3 separate regions of the Sus scrofa genome follow, and regions 1 and 3 are each linked to region 2. Evidence: chromatin contacts called from public HiChIP or PLAC-seq and promoter capture Hi-C data. All regions are on one chromosome and are shown on one strand. Each heading gives the region's core, a stretch centred on a gene start, on an enhancer-like site or on the middle of the called end of the contact. The rest is flanking DNA. Distances are from core to core; before and after follow the strand shown. Region 1 holds the start of RMND1 (required for meiotic nuclear division protein 1 homolog). Region 2 holds the start of MTRF1L (mitochondrial translational release factor 1 like). Region 3 holds the start of SCAF8 (protein SCAF8).

Region 1 (4,830 bases), core at 560-3,059, 1.3 Mb before region 2:
TCACTTTTCTATTCTCAGCTCCTGGTGCTCTTACCCAATCTCATAGTTTTATATACTATCACGCGTTGATGAAGAGCAAATAGTTGTCCCTAAACCACTCGGATAAGCATGACAATGTGCAACATGCTCAAAACTGAGCTTTTGAAAACTTCCTGCACACCCTATTCTTGCCAGAGTCTCTCTGACTCAGGAAATCCCAATCACAGCTTTATCTTTGCTAAAGCCCCAAACCTGCAATCCCCCTCATGCTTCTCTTCACTCTCCATACCCGTGTGTCAGCAAATCCTCCTGGCTTTGTGTGACCTCAGCACCAGCACTGCCACTACCCTGGTCCAAGCCGCTGTCTTTCCCAAGAATCATTGTCACAGCTTCTGAACTTTTTTCTCAGCTCTGTTCTTCAGACTCTTCTCGACACAGCAACCAAACGTCAGTCAAATCACATCTTCCATCTTCATAAAATGTGATGCCAGCCTCATATTTCCCTTGAAATAAAAGCCAAAGACCTTAAAATGGACTGTATGGCCCTCCATCCTCTGGTCCTTTATCATAACCCTAACATCTCCTACAGCTTTCTTCCCTCCTTTATTTTGCTCCAGTCACTCTGGCCTCTGCATCTTTACACTTACTTTGCCTTCCACTCTTCGCCCACATATCTCTAAGCCTCATTCCCTTATCTCCTTCAGACCTTTGCTCCCACGTCTCCTACCCAGTAAAGTCCTCCTTCCCCAACCACTTCATTTAAAATGCACATGAGAACGCACATTCTGGCCTGCTCCACTTTTTATTTCTCCATTGCACTTAACATTACTTGCAAACACTTTGTTTTGTTTTTGGCTTTGCCTGTGGCATATGAAAGTTCCCAGGCCAGGGATCTAACCCAACATCAGATCCTTAACCTCTAGGCCACCAGGAAACTCCAATACTTTGTGTTTTAAATTTATTAAACAAATTATGAACCGAGTTCCTACCCTGTGCCAGACATTGTCCTCCCTGCTAATACAGATGAAAATAAAATAGATAAAAATCCATATCTTTTGAGGCTTACATCACAGTGGGGGGAAGAGAGATAACAGACGTGGTAAATAAAATGTACATGAGAGTGACAATGCTAAAGGGGAAAAAAACAGAAGAGGGAAGGAGATCTTTGTCTCTCTCCTGTAGCACAGAAGTTTCTTGAGGATAAAGATTTGTCTATTGTTCATGCTGCGTCTTCTGTGACCACAGTGCCCAGCACACAGGAGGTAATTCAATTCATATTTTCTGAATGAGATACAAGGCAGCTATTCTGTTCTTGGACACACTGTCTACTTTTTAAGAACAACATACCAACTAAGAACACTGTATCAGCCAGGCTACGATTCAATGGATAAATGGCGCTAATCTTTGCGAGCATGTCTTCCAATGCTTTACGCCGTTCAAAAGTATTTTATCTTTGCAGTTACCGCTTGCATTGGTTCAAAAAAGGGTTCAGTATGTGTGCATTGATGGAGTGCTTTTTTTACTCCCAGCCAAGTCGACCAAAGATCACTGTAATAGGCAAGGGCCATCAACGTACCGGTGAAACCTGTGACGCTAGAGGTTCAGGTCTGCGGGAAGCAAAGGCGGGGAGCGTTATGCCGGGACCGTGCAAGCTCCCAGAACAAGGCAGTGGCACTAACCTCTCCGCCGGAAAAGAAGAGGGACCCGCCAAGGGTGCAAATTTCCGCGACCCCGCCGCAGCCAAGTGTCGCGAGGCAACAGCCAGTATCAACCCGGACCTCCCGCCCCTCCCAGCGCCAGGCAGTGCGCAGGCGCACAGAACTCCAGACGCCGCCGAGCGTAAGGCGCTGGCTCCACGTGACCACAGGACCACGTGACCCCGTGCCACCGTGACCTTTTCCGCTCCCGAGTCCCTGAGACCTCCCGGTCCCTGCTTGCTTCCGCCTTCCGCCCGCTTCCTTATTCCGCTTCTCACGTCGCCCTCAGCTGTCCCCGCCTTCGCCCCCGGAAGATCTCCGCGTCCTCAAGCTGGCCATTGTTTGTCTCTGCTATGGGCACCAAATAAAGTTTTTTCATTCAAAAGCATTTTTTAACCCGCCTCCCTCCTCACCTCAGCTCCTCCCTCGCGCCGGCACCTCCTGCTTTCCTGCGTCTGGTGAAACCCGAGAGTTGGCGCGGGGAACGCGGATGGTGATGGCGGGGCCTCCGAAGTCTCTCTCGGGACAGGACGTAGGGTTCGTGTCGCTTTCCTCGCTCACTCCTCTTCCTCCTCCCCGCTTTTGCGGAAAGCTGGGCCCCATCGGGAGCCGTCGGGCCCCAGCGGGGAAGCGGCGCTGTGCGGTAGGCGCCTGCTCCCCGCCGCCCGCGAGTTCCATCGCACCGTAGGTCCTGCTTTGCGGCGGCGGCGGCTGGGTTTCTAAGGACTCGCGTGGAGGCGAGGGCAGGGCGGCCGCTCGCTGGGCTCCAGGCTCGGATAGGCTTTGTAACTTCTTCCTTGCAGTGATTCGTGATTTCTTCCCTGCCTGCACCGGCACGGACTGCGAACCCTGACTGAAGATCTCCGTTTACCCCGGCGTCTCTGCAGTGATGGTTCGCGGGTTTTTAGCCTTATATTAATTTGTATCAAACAGTTATGTTTTTAAAGCGGTTCGAACTGTGGTTTTTTTTGTTTTTTGTTTTTTTAACTCCCGCATGATTGTCTTGAGAGTGTATGCCCGCTTTTAGAATGTTGCAGCGGCTGGTTTTAATTATATTTTATTTAGTTAATGAACCTACTTTGCAGGGGGTTAAAGTTCTCTACAAAAGCTGGGGGGGGTCCTCAGATCGCTGATCAGATTAATTCATAATCCCACTAAAAAATTACTGTACCTTCTTGCCTTTTAGGCTTCATGTTATAGATTCCATTAAAAATATATCTATCTGTATAAATTGAAAGGCCTAATTTATATTTGAGATATGTCCTTACGGCAAAGTATTGCAAAACCCAAGAACACTTAGAAGAAATTGTACCGGCAGTAGAGGGAGGTGAGAGAGGCACCAGTGTCCCATGATTTAAGCATGTGCTCAGCTTCAGGGTCGTGCAAATATAGGGGTTGTGTGTGTCTAAATACTGAGCCCGGGCGCTCTGCCTTCACTCTAGTGCTGACCTGAGACCTTAGCCTTAGAGATGCAAGCCTCTGGAGACATTTAGTAGGTGGAAAAATAGTAATACTTTCCAAATAAGTAAACCTCAGAGGACTAGCACTTCTTTTTCTATCTGCTGCCTTGGGAAATTCAAGTGTCATTGATTTAGTATTCTTTCTCTTCTTCCAAGGAATTAGTAGTAATTCTTAAAAGTTAAATTCTGATCAGAGCAGTTAACTCTGCATATTAAAATCTACTCGCTGTAAAACACCACAGAATCAGGAAGCATTTTTGCAATTTTCTTTGTTTTATATTTAACATTTGAGGAAGTCTTTTAAAGAAATACTCAAGGTATAATCCTATTTTTTAAAATTTGCAATAAGGTATTTGAGTTTTTAAGAAGATCCCGCATTAAAGTAGGAGATTTGGGCAGCAGTATTTCAACTTACTTTGTTTTTACTTTGCCTCTGGTGATCTGAAGATATAAATGACCTGATCAGCTAAGTTTTGTGCTTTTGATTTAAAAACTGCACAGAATTTCATCACTTACTGAAGTCTTTTTTCTAACTCATTCATGTATTTCCTTAAACTAATTATGATAAAGTGATAATCGTTAAATCTTTTTGGGGGGCTGACATCGTATAGTTTTTTAAATTGAAGTGAAGTTGTCAGTGTTGTATTAATTTCAAGTGTGATAATCTGTACATCTTGATTTTTGTATGTTTAAAATCAGGAATATCTTTAGTTTTTAATTCAAGTATACCCAAGTCATCTCCAGCTTTCTTCATTCTTTGACACTTCTACAAAAATCTCTAATTGGAATTCCATCCTGGCTCAGTGACAACGAATCTGACCAGCATCCGTGAGGACTCAGGTTCCATCCCTGGCCTCACTCAGTGGGTTAAGGATCTGGCGTTACCATGAGCTATGGTGTAGGTCGTAGACACAGCTCGGATCTGGCGTGGCTGTGGTGTAGGCTGGCAGCTATAGCTCCAATTCGAGCCCTAGCCTGGGAACTTCCATAGGGCTGCAGGTGTGGCCCTAGAAAGACAAAAAAGAAAAGAAAATCAAATTTTCCAGTTGGGAGAGGAAGATGATAATATGCCTTAATTTTATTTAGGGTAGAAGAGGATGGAAGGAGTTATTGGGCAGATAGAGAAGACAGCAAGAAAACCTTTGGAAAGAATTAAATTTGACTAAGAATATAACACAAGAGAGAAGCAGGCTCATAAATGTCTTTCATTCTTTATGTTTTTCTAGCACAGTAGAGTCTTTCAGGCAGTCTTACATCCATTGCCTCATCTTTCTAAGAAGTCACTTAGTAAGTAATAGACCTGGGAGAAAAGTCTGGATAATTCTTTTTCTGTCTCTCTCTCTCTCTCTCTGGTTTTGTGTGGTTTTTTTTTTTGCTTTTTAGGGCCACTCCTGTGACATATGGAAGTTCCCGGGCTAGGGGTCAAATAGGAGCTATAGCTGCCAGTTTATGAGATCCACTTAGAACATTGCTTACTGCTGTGCTGGATGCTTAACCCACGGAGCAAGCCCAGGGATTGAACCCGCGTTTTCATACTAGTTGGATTCATTTCCACTGCACCACAGGGAGATCTCTTCTTTTTCTGTCTTATCACATTGTTAAACTAGTTTCTGATTAAGGAAAATAAAAGGAATACAATGAGAGAAGAACGATTAAACAGATTCTGAGAGTCTGGGATTTGAGGCACAAAGAGT
Region 2 (4,977 bases), core at 473-2,972:
TTTATTTAATCCACTATCCCCCAAACACTATTTTGACATGCAGTCAATATAAAAATTACAGTGTGTATATATAATTTTTATATTGATTGTATGTTGAAATTGATAGTGTTATATATATATATATATATAGTGGCTTCTATTTGTACTTAAAGCTTAGCTTAAGGAATAAAACTGATTTAATTTTCCCCAAAAGATATTTTTTCAATTTTTTAAAAACACTCTGGGCAGCACTTTCTCTTAAATCACTTAATTTAGACTTTCCTTAAGTCTCCCCTAGAAAACTGCCTTAGCCTTCTGTTTTCTCTGGCATCTTCAGTCTTACTCCAGGTTGTTTCTAAACTTCTACAAATGCAGGTTCCTAAACAACAAATCTATTACTATCATTCACTCCCCAGTCTAAAAACTTCTGCTGGCTTCCTCTTACCAACAGGATAAAATCAAACTTTTTAGAGAGTATGTGAGCCCCCTTAAAAAATGGTCCCAACCTCCCCTTCTTTGGTTAACATTGGAGTTCAGTGATTTGGAGTCCTGAGATTTGGAGTCAGTCCAAGCCAAGCTCCATTCCTTACAAGCTGTGTAACCGAAACTGAGTTAATTTTACTTTTATATTGCAAGTTCCTCTTCTATTTCATGAGGCTAATAGAACCTATTTCATAGGGTTTATTAGGTGAATTAGATGAGTTAATAGATAAACCTAAGCAAAGAATGAAGTATGGTAAAGGATCAATAAAGGTTAAAAATATTACATCATCTAAGGGTGGGCCTTTATCCCTGTACAAAGCTTTCTCAGTAAGTTCTTGCTCTCCTAGGTCTTTATTGATACATGTTCTCACTTATCAGCTGTATTATAATTAATTTTCTTGCCCCCAGGAGATTGTGACCCTCTCTAGAACCTTGCTACCCAGTGCATGGTCCATGGACCAGCAAATAGGCATCTCCAGGAGCTTGTACAGATGCAGAAACATGGCCCCATCTAGATCTGAATGGACACGAATCACTTGGGAAACTCGTTAAAAACCTATGTTTTTAGGTCTCAGATTCTGAGTCTGGGTTTATTTAGCATGCACCTCTCCTGTCACTTGCAGGTAGCCTCTTTACCACAGTTGGAGGTACACTGCTCTCCAGCCCATAACAGGAATAGTGCCTGATTTTGTGTGTGTGTGTGAGCTAATGATCTCCTGCTATTAAATACATAACCAGTAAGAGTCAACTTAAGTTCTGTTAAAGGGCGCAGAGCACTGTGAAGGAAGCACAAAGAGAGGACAGGTTCACAACCCATATAGTGATGCCCTCACCTCTGATGTAAATGAAATAGGGCTGCAACTGAGTAAAGACTTAAAACTCAAAGAGATTGTGGACCCTTGACCAGCGGCTTAGTGGAAAGGGCAAAGAGTCAAGAATCTTTTCTGAATCCCGCTCCCCTAGGCCCAGCCCTTACCGTGCAGCAAGTGCTCGGTCTCCTGCAGCTCCCGCTCCTTCTCTGTCAGAAGCTTGGCCACCGCCACCAGCTCAGGCCCTCTGACCTGCAACGGGGTTTCAGACCCTACCTGGCGCTCGAGGAAGGTCCGCAGGGGTCCGCTGCGGGCGAACAGCTCCTCCAGCGGAAGGCTCCCGCAGCTCATGTGTCGGCGGGCCGGGCCAACAGCCCGGTGGGCCCAAAGGCCCCGAACAGCACTCAAAAGAAGCCGAGACCGCATCCCTAAAGCCGATGGCCGAGGGCGACGATAACCGGAAGTTCCGGACAGAGCAAGTCTCGCGACACCTCGCAGCTTGGAGATAGGGGCGGGACCTAGCCGAGCCCCGCCCAGCACACGCGCTTGTCCGAAGGGACCTCCCGGAAGTCTGGTTAAACTTCCGGGTCAGGCATCGTTAAACGCCGCTTTGTTCCCGGAGGTCGGAACTTGAGGGGGCCTAACAGAAAGTGGTAGGGGCGTGTCCGAGAGACCGTGTGCACCGCCTTTACAAGGCTGGGTCAGACGTTCCTTCTTGAAATGAGCCGGTTCGGAATGTTGGGCTGGAAGGGGAAAGCGATAGATTGCCTTTACGTTTTCTGACGGCGATGGTTTGTTTCCCAAGCACTCAGGAGCTCAAGTATCGCAATGAAGGGCAGTCTAGTGTCCGCTACGGGGGCCGAGGTCAAGGCACGGATACTCTCTCCAGTGCCAGCCTGGACTGTCGTCTCCAAGAGCGAATTGTAGGATGGTCATCAGTGTGTATATGTGTTAACTCCTCTTGCATTTTTCCTGTTCATGTTTTACTTTTCGGCGGTGGCTAAGGCTCGCATTTAACGAAGATGTGGTAAGCGGACTCGAAAGCAAACAGAGTGATTTGCCAAAATCTGCTTTCCTGCCCTTTATCGTCCATTTAATTTACCTACTTTTCAGCGACTTTCTTCCACACACAGTTTTCCGCCCATTCCCACTTATTGCTTGTTACCCAGCTACTTTTTTAAAGAGGTTGAGCCATTCCATGTTCCAACTTAGCACAGCCAAGAAAAATCTTCAGAGCCCCGTCGCCGGTAGCCCAAACTTCTGATAGTGGCTTAGTGCAAGAAATACTGACATTTATTGGTATAATGCTTTCGCATTTTTCAAAAGATCTTTTCATAGCTCATCAGAGGAATATATATGAGAATAAAACAACTAAGACAGGGCTGGGGATGCACGGGCTGAAAGCTCAACCTGAGAACTCTCACTACCTAACTAGCTGAGGAAGGGCTTTCACGTGGTTTTTTAACTGTACAGAGAACTGACCTACTGAAAAATCTTCTAATTTATTATTTTTTAAAAATAGTAAAATACGGAAGCCCTTAACAAAGTTAAGTCATCCAATCAACATTATTGAGGTTAAGTATAAAATTCTTATAAAATGAATTTGTATTGACTCTATTGACTCTATTCATTTCTTTGCTCTACATATAAAGGGAAAGTGAAGTAGAAGAATGAGCTGACTCTCCAGATAGTATAAAGCCAAAATAGGTTTCACTACTTAGAAATTTCAAATTAACTCAAATTTTCTTTCGCTTTGAATGTGTATTAAAGCCACACTACTTTATAAAATTGTTTTGCTTTAAAATGGTGATTGGTACCCAATTTTAAAAATTCTCATCCGAGTATAGAACTGGACTGATTAGGTTGACTGTATCTCTTTTAGGAACAGTTATTTCCCAAGTCTAAACTCAACTTTGAATATTTTTTAAAGCATAGAAATGGTGGGAGCTATTCGAACTCAAATCTCAGCTGAATTCTCAAGTCATTTCAAGAATGTACTTTTATTATTTATAAAAGGTGCAAAGATGTAATATGCAATAAACTTAGAGACCAGCGGAAAGAATCCAGCCAGAAATTATTTTACCTTGGATGTGTGAGCAAGTTAAAAAATACAAGAGTACCCTTACTCCTACTGTATTACACCAATGAAAAAACAGTAACTTTTCTCTAATGATACATTGGTGATCTCTTTATTAATTCAAAACATTTTTAAGAAGTCAGTGTAATGCATGTGCATTTTACAATAATATCTATAGATTTCCACAATATAGTCAAATGAAAACAGCTGTAGTTTGACTTACTTTGAAAACTCAAATAGATATACTTAGTTTGAGATTTTTGAATTTTCTTACATTACTGTCATGCTCAAATTCCATTACAAGTTGAAAATTCTAGCATTTTCAGGAAGTCTGTTAGTGTACATAAGTAAATAATAAAATAGGGGGCATAAAAATCCAAAACAATTTAAGTGGAAGAAAAATAATCTGGATTATCTATTCAACTTGTAAGTACCTACAGATATTCTGGCATTTCAGAATAACCAAAGATGGTGTCTCAAGTTGTATTCATGCATTCAAAAAGTCTCTGTGGTCCACTAATAAATATTGGTGAAGTCCAATATATGGATATAGATTATTAAGTATAGCGAACATGGTAGCAAAAAATTAGACACGTTCAATATGATAAATTTTACAGAACCAAGCACATTGAAATTATTTTTAATATTTAACAACATCCTAAAATCATATACAATAAACATTATTTATGACAAATAGGTTAAAGCAAGAGGGAAAATTCAGGTTTTTTACATTATTCCAGTATTCAGTGTTCATTGTTCAGTGGACGGCAATATAGAAAAGTACTCAGCAAAATGATCATTGATTTAGGTTACCTCTGACCACTAGTACCACTAAAATCTTCACTACACAAGGGGATAGAGGATGAAGATAGTTCCAGGGAAAAAGTTCACTTTCACCTCCATTAAGTGAATATTCAGGCTAACACTATTTTGGAGTTTTATTTTCCCACTTCAACGTTCCAGTTCATTTTATATTTTTTTTCTTCATAGTATTTGTTAGCATTCTTTTAATGGAAACTAATAGCAGTGCTGAGGAATCTGCTCCGAATATTTTTTTCTTTTAGTGTAATGCTCATAAATTTACCTTAATGTAGCCTCTTTAAAAATGTATTACTTTACAGTGGGAAAACCTAACAGACCCTACCTCAGCCAGGTGCTGAAGTTCAGTATCGACAATAAGTCATGATGATGGTATATACCTTTGATACCATGTGATATGAATGGCACCTCTGCGGTCTTCCTTCCAGAAATCAGTAACACCTGTCCAATCATGGGGAAAACCTCAGACACATTCCAGTTGAGGGACATCTTACAAAACAGTAGACCAGTACTACTCAATACTGCCAACATCATCAAACACAAAGGAGCGTTTGAGAAAATGTCACAGCCAAGAGGATGCGTGATGACTAAATGGAATCTGCTATTTTGAACAGAATCCTGGACGGAAAAAAGGCATAAGGTAAAAGCTATGGAACTCAAAAGTCTGGACTTAATAATGCATCAATATTGATTCATTAATCGTGACAACTGTCTCATGGGCGTGTGGTATATAGAATCTATCTGTACTATCTTTATAATTTTTTTCTGTAAATCTAAAACTATTCTAAAAAGGTTTAATGAAAATTTTAT
Region 3 (4,427 bases), core at 1,859-4,358, 1.3 Mb after region 2:
ATTGTTAAGTTTCTTGGTGATGGTCACCTAATCTGAGCTGGGCCACTCGGATTCCTTACTTTTCCCTTAAGACAGTTGGAACTGGGAGGGAGAGGTCTCCAGTCAGGTCCTCCAGGTGATTAGAACTATAAAGCCAGGAGCCAGAGTCCAGTCCTGCTGTGTACAACAGAGTTGGATAAAGGAACAGACAGAAAACTCGAGTAGACAGAGATTAGGTGCTTTAGACGTGCTGTCTTCCGGTTCAGGTCCATCGTTCCTCAGGCTCATCTGCATTCCTGATTTGGGTTACAGGAGAAAAATCAGCATGCATGAAGTCTTTAATGCTCAAGCTAGCTCAAATTAGTTTGTTATGGTGGAATCAGAATCCTAATATACCTAAATACATAAACTACAGCTATGGGCATCGCCTTTTTCAAGGGTAGGGGTATGTGTGGTTGTGCATAAGCTTTGCACTTAGTCCCTGCACTGGTCCTCCCCACTCCCCGCAGCCCCCTCTAACCCTCCTCAATTTTCCCTCTTGCTTTATCTCCTTCTCACTAAAAGAACGTGCTTCATTTGTTCTCTGCTTTTTTCCTGTTCCTTGATCAAAGTATGCCTCCTGCAATCTTTCTGAATGTAGAAGCTTTGTGAAATGAAGTCCTATAACATATTAAGCACTGATTTAATTCTTTAGCTGGTACTGCATCTTAATCTCTCAGGCCTAAGTAATTCCGTCAACATTCATTAACGAATGACTGAATAAAGGATCCCTCTTAGGCCAGAGCAGTGACTGTTCTGCATTAGAATCTGGCGTGATTACAACTGAGTGGGTATTTCTGCAAGTCAGTGCATGCTACTGTAGATGAACTGATGGGGAGAGACCTCTTGCAAGAGGAAAGGACAAGGACCAAGCCATGGAAGAATGAGAACCACAGCACCCCACTAAGGGCAGAGGCACCCAAGTGTCCCAGGAAAGAAAGTGCTTCGTGTTGTCGGGGAATAAAGGGGACCAGTGTAGCCAGAGCAGAGAGCAAGGGGGAAAGTATTATGAGCTGAGGTAGGTAGGGCCTTCGGGTTCTGGGAAGAGCTTAAAGTAAGATCTGAAGTGCAAGGGGAAAGTTTTAAACAGATTTAAGCAAGGGAGTGAGTTGATCTGATTTTTGTCTTTCCAAAAAAAAAAAAAAAAAAAAAAAATCCCTCTAGCTACAATCTGGAGAATGAAAATTAGGAAGATAAGCAGGGACATTAGGAAGCTACTGCAATTGTTGGCAAGAGATGGTAACGGCTTGGTCTATGAGGATGGGAGGCAAAGGGAGATGGAGAGCTTTGTGACATCATCAGAAATTTTGAAGGTGGAAATATAAGCTCTTAATGGATGACGTTATCCCTCTTTGATTCTAAGTAGCCAGCCCCAATGTTAAAGACGTTAACGAAGCAGACTCTAAACAGCAGACCCGAAGAAGTCGAGAAGGGCTGGCTTCCTCAGTTTCACACAGCTCGGGGCTCAGCTCTCACAGAAAGTACCTTGCTTCCAACGATCCTCGAATAAAACTCTGCTCATCTTCCTCCCTTTCCTTTGCGTGAACTTGAGAGAAGTGGTTGCTTGAAAACGATTCTAAGGCGGTGTCTGGGGCTCACGGATACACCTCCGACTTTTAAATATTTGCTTTTAGTGTGGTATCGGTTATTTTACATTGCACGAGGTGAGAAAGAAGGCATTTTGCTAGCAGCACCTCCTGTTTCATCCAGGAAATCTGTATGCACCCGTCTCTAAACAACCTAGGGCAAGATTCCTTTAGAATAATTCATCTTCTGTAAAAGATGAGTTCCCTTTCACCTATGCAAATCTCGTGCGCTCTGGGAAACCGCTTCCCGCCCTACAGACAAATGCACTCATTGTCTGTACCACGCCAGTCCCCCCGGATTTTATGCAGCGTGCATTTCCTGCACTGAACTGCTTGCTGGTTGCAGGCGTGCTTCCCTCGTCCCCCTGCCCCCAACCGGATCCAAAGCTTTTGTTTTTAACGTTTTCTCTAGACGCCAGGAAAATGCTTGGGCACGTCGTTACTACATAAGTGTCTGGCTAGGAACTTTTCCGGCTGTTAACCTTTAGGTCACTGTCCAGTGAAGTTCTGAAAAGCATCGAAACCTCATGTAAAGGGGCCAATCCACATGGAAACATTATTGCCTAAACTTGCGGCTTTGTAGGGGGGCATCTGGGTTTTTCTTTGAGCGACGCTTTGCAGTGGCCCAAAGGGCAGCGGCACTCACTCCCTCTGCGGCCCCGCGTGGGTAGGGGGTGAAGCGCGGGGGCGGGGGCGGGGGCGGGGATGGGAGGGTGGTCCTGGGCCGAGCTGAGCCGGGCCTCCGGACGGCGACGCTCTGGCCCGCGCGCGCTCGATGGTTCCGCGCGGCAGCCCGGGCCCGCGCGGTGCAGTCGCCAGGGGGCGCGCTGGCCGGTGCCGCGGATCTCCAAGCTGCGCGGCCCGACTCGTGTCCGCCATATTGGATGCCGCAGCCACTGCTGCCAGCGCTTCCTCCTCCGTCTTCGCGGTGCGCTGCTGGTTCCTGCGGCCCGAGCGGCGGGGAGGTGAAACAGGAGCCTGTCGGAGGCAGAGGAAAAAGGGGGTGGAGAGAGTAGGGGACCCCGGCTAGAGGGTGGAGGCCCGAGACCGAGCGGGGCGGAGAAGAGCAGGCGCCGCGGCCCAGCCCCTCCCCCGCCCGCTGCCGACCCGCCCCGGCAGCGCCTCTGTTCCCGGGACCGGCGCTCCGCCCGCCCTAGCGGCCATGCCGGGGCCTCGCTGCCCCTGAGGGAGCCCTTCCCCGCCAGTGCTTGCCCTTCCCCTGCTGCCCGGGGTCGCAGCGGTCCGGCCTCCTGCCGGCGCCCCCTCCTCGCGGCCGCGCAGCCGCCCCCGTCTCGCTCTCCCCACCCAGTGCAGTGGCCGCCGCCTCTTCCGCCGCCGGGCTCCGGGCCTCTGCACCGACAACATGGAGGCTGTGAAAACCTTCAATAGCGAGGTTGGTATTGCAGTCTAGCCTCCCCCCCCCCCCCCCGCCCGGGACGGGGCCGCCGCTGGGAGGGTGGGCACGGGCCCGCAGGGCTTTTCTGGGTGGGGCGAGTGGCGGCCTAGCTGTGTCCGTGGGGGAGGGGTGCTTCTCTGCCCCGGCGCCCCTCCCCCAATTCCGGGGAGGGGAGAGCTGGGGGAGGGCCGCCCCGGGGAGGAGGGAGGTTCCGGTGTCTCCAGCATCCTACTGTATGGCTGCGAGGCTGGAGGGAAGGCTCGCTTGGGCCCTCCCCCGGAGATTCCCGGCTGGTCTCTCCGGGTCAGTTCCGCCGAGGCCTGGCCCGCCCACCTCTTTCCTGGGCCTGCGGGATTTTAACTGGAGGCCGGGCTTCGCGGCCCAGACCTTCCCTGGGTCATTAATAAGGCAGGCACCGATTGGGGGTAGTGCTGGAAGAGCCCCTACAGGGGTGATGATTTGTGGTCACTTTGCACATAGTGTTTGTTTATAACTGAGATACCGTTGGCTAGGTAACCTGCCAACTAGGGACCTAGGCTAAGCGGATGGGTGATCGAGAGGCGAGGGTATTTTGCATTTTGGTTATCCTGCAATTCTCCTATTCTTACTCCTCCTCATCGTCACGACAGAAAGGCACACATGGCAGGGAGAGCTGTGCAAGCAGGCAGAGAAGGAAGATGCTGGGGAAGCATTTCCCACGGGCTCATTCACAAGTCAGATAAAAGGCTAGATGTTTAACATGCAGGTGTCCAGTTTTCACTGTTCAGTTGAATTTACTCGTCTGAAAGGAGACAAGTTTCGATAAACTATCACAATTTTTTAAAACTCTGACTTGAATACACCGTAATGTAAACATTAAGCATAGCAAGCACATATCTACAAAACCCAGAGTTATCCTTACCGGTGTGCCTAAGATGAAAGTATTTTAATGTGATGTTAACTAAGGTCGCATACATTTTAAGGACTTTTGATAGGGAAGTGCTAATAATATTCTGTTCAGTAGTGTAATTAACAGTCTTAAATGTTCACTTCTTAAAGTACCAGACTTACTACTGTGATAATCTGAACAAGACAATACTTTAAAAAGCTCTTACAGTTTTGTTTTTTTTCCTCCGTCTCCCCCCCTTTCTTCCTCCCTCCCTCCTTCCCTCTAGAATTGGCATTTGGGAAGCTTAGCAAAGAGGCTAAAAGTTCGATAAAAATCACGTGAATTAGACTCTCCGTATTAGAGTAGATAGCAGTGATACAGGTCCATGAGAGCAAGCAGTCTTTTGAATACTGGATTTTCTTTTCTTTTTGATTGCTTCCTTTTACAAATCAGAGCAAAGGACATGGGAATCTTTTCCTTTCACTTTATGAATATATAGCTGATAATTTGTGTCAAATTGCAAAATTTGGTTCGAATCCACAGTACTCTAAAGTACCAG

The links. Promoter capture Hi-C pulls out the DNA fragments that hold promoters and counts their contacts. HiChIP or PLAC-seq counts read pairs in DNA pulled down with a chosen protein or histone mark.
Region 1: a contact with region 2 is called in an H3K27ac HiChIP or PLAC-seq map of alveolar macrophages. The contact joins the promoter of RMND1 here to the promoter of MTRF1L in region 2. A contact is called at or near these places in 1 of 5 promoter capture datasets (liver) and 2 of 2 datasets of contacts at active chromatin or transcription factors (alveolar macrophages and skeletal muscle).
Region 3: a contact with region 2 is called in a promoter capture Hi-C map of liver, with 6 times the contacts expected there. The contact joins the promoter of SCAF8 here to the promoter of MTRF1L in region 2. A contact is called at or near these places in 1 of 5 promoter capture datasets (liver) and 1 of 2 datasets of contacts at active chromatin or transcription factors (alveolar macrophages).

What each region holds. Positions count from the first base shown.
Region 1 is chr1:14,792,611-14,797,440 of Sscrofa11.1, reverse strand. It overlaps RMND1 (required for meiotic nuclear division protein 1 homolog), which reads right to left and starts at 1,809. Exons shown (of 13, transcript XM_005659141.3): 1 at 1,659-1,809; 2 at 269-482. ARMT1 reads left to right here and starts at 2,118. Exons shown (of 5, transcript NM_001243637.1): 1 at 2,118-2,213. The coding sequence starts at 2,167.
Region 2 is chr1:13,443,252-13,448,228 of Sscrofa11.1, reverse strand. It overlaps MTRF1L (mitochondrial translational release factor 1 like), which reads right to left and starts at 1,722. Exons shown (of 7, transcript NM_001244934.1): 1 at 1,439-1,722. The coding sequence starts at 1,697.
Region 3 is chr1:12,120,410-12,124,836 of Sscrofa11.1, reverse strand. SCAF8 (protein SCAF8) reads left to right here and starts at 3,108. Exons shown (of 23, transcript XR_002338279.1): 1 at 3,108-4,427. LOC110256595 (a long non-coding RNA gene) reads right to left here and starts at 2,260. Exons shown (of 2, transcript XR_002338284.1): 1 at 1,504-2,260; 2 at 1-639.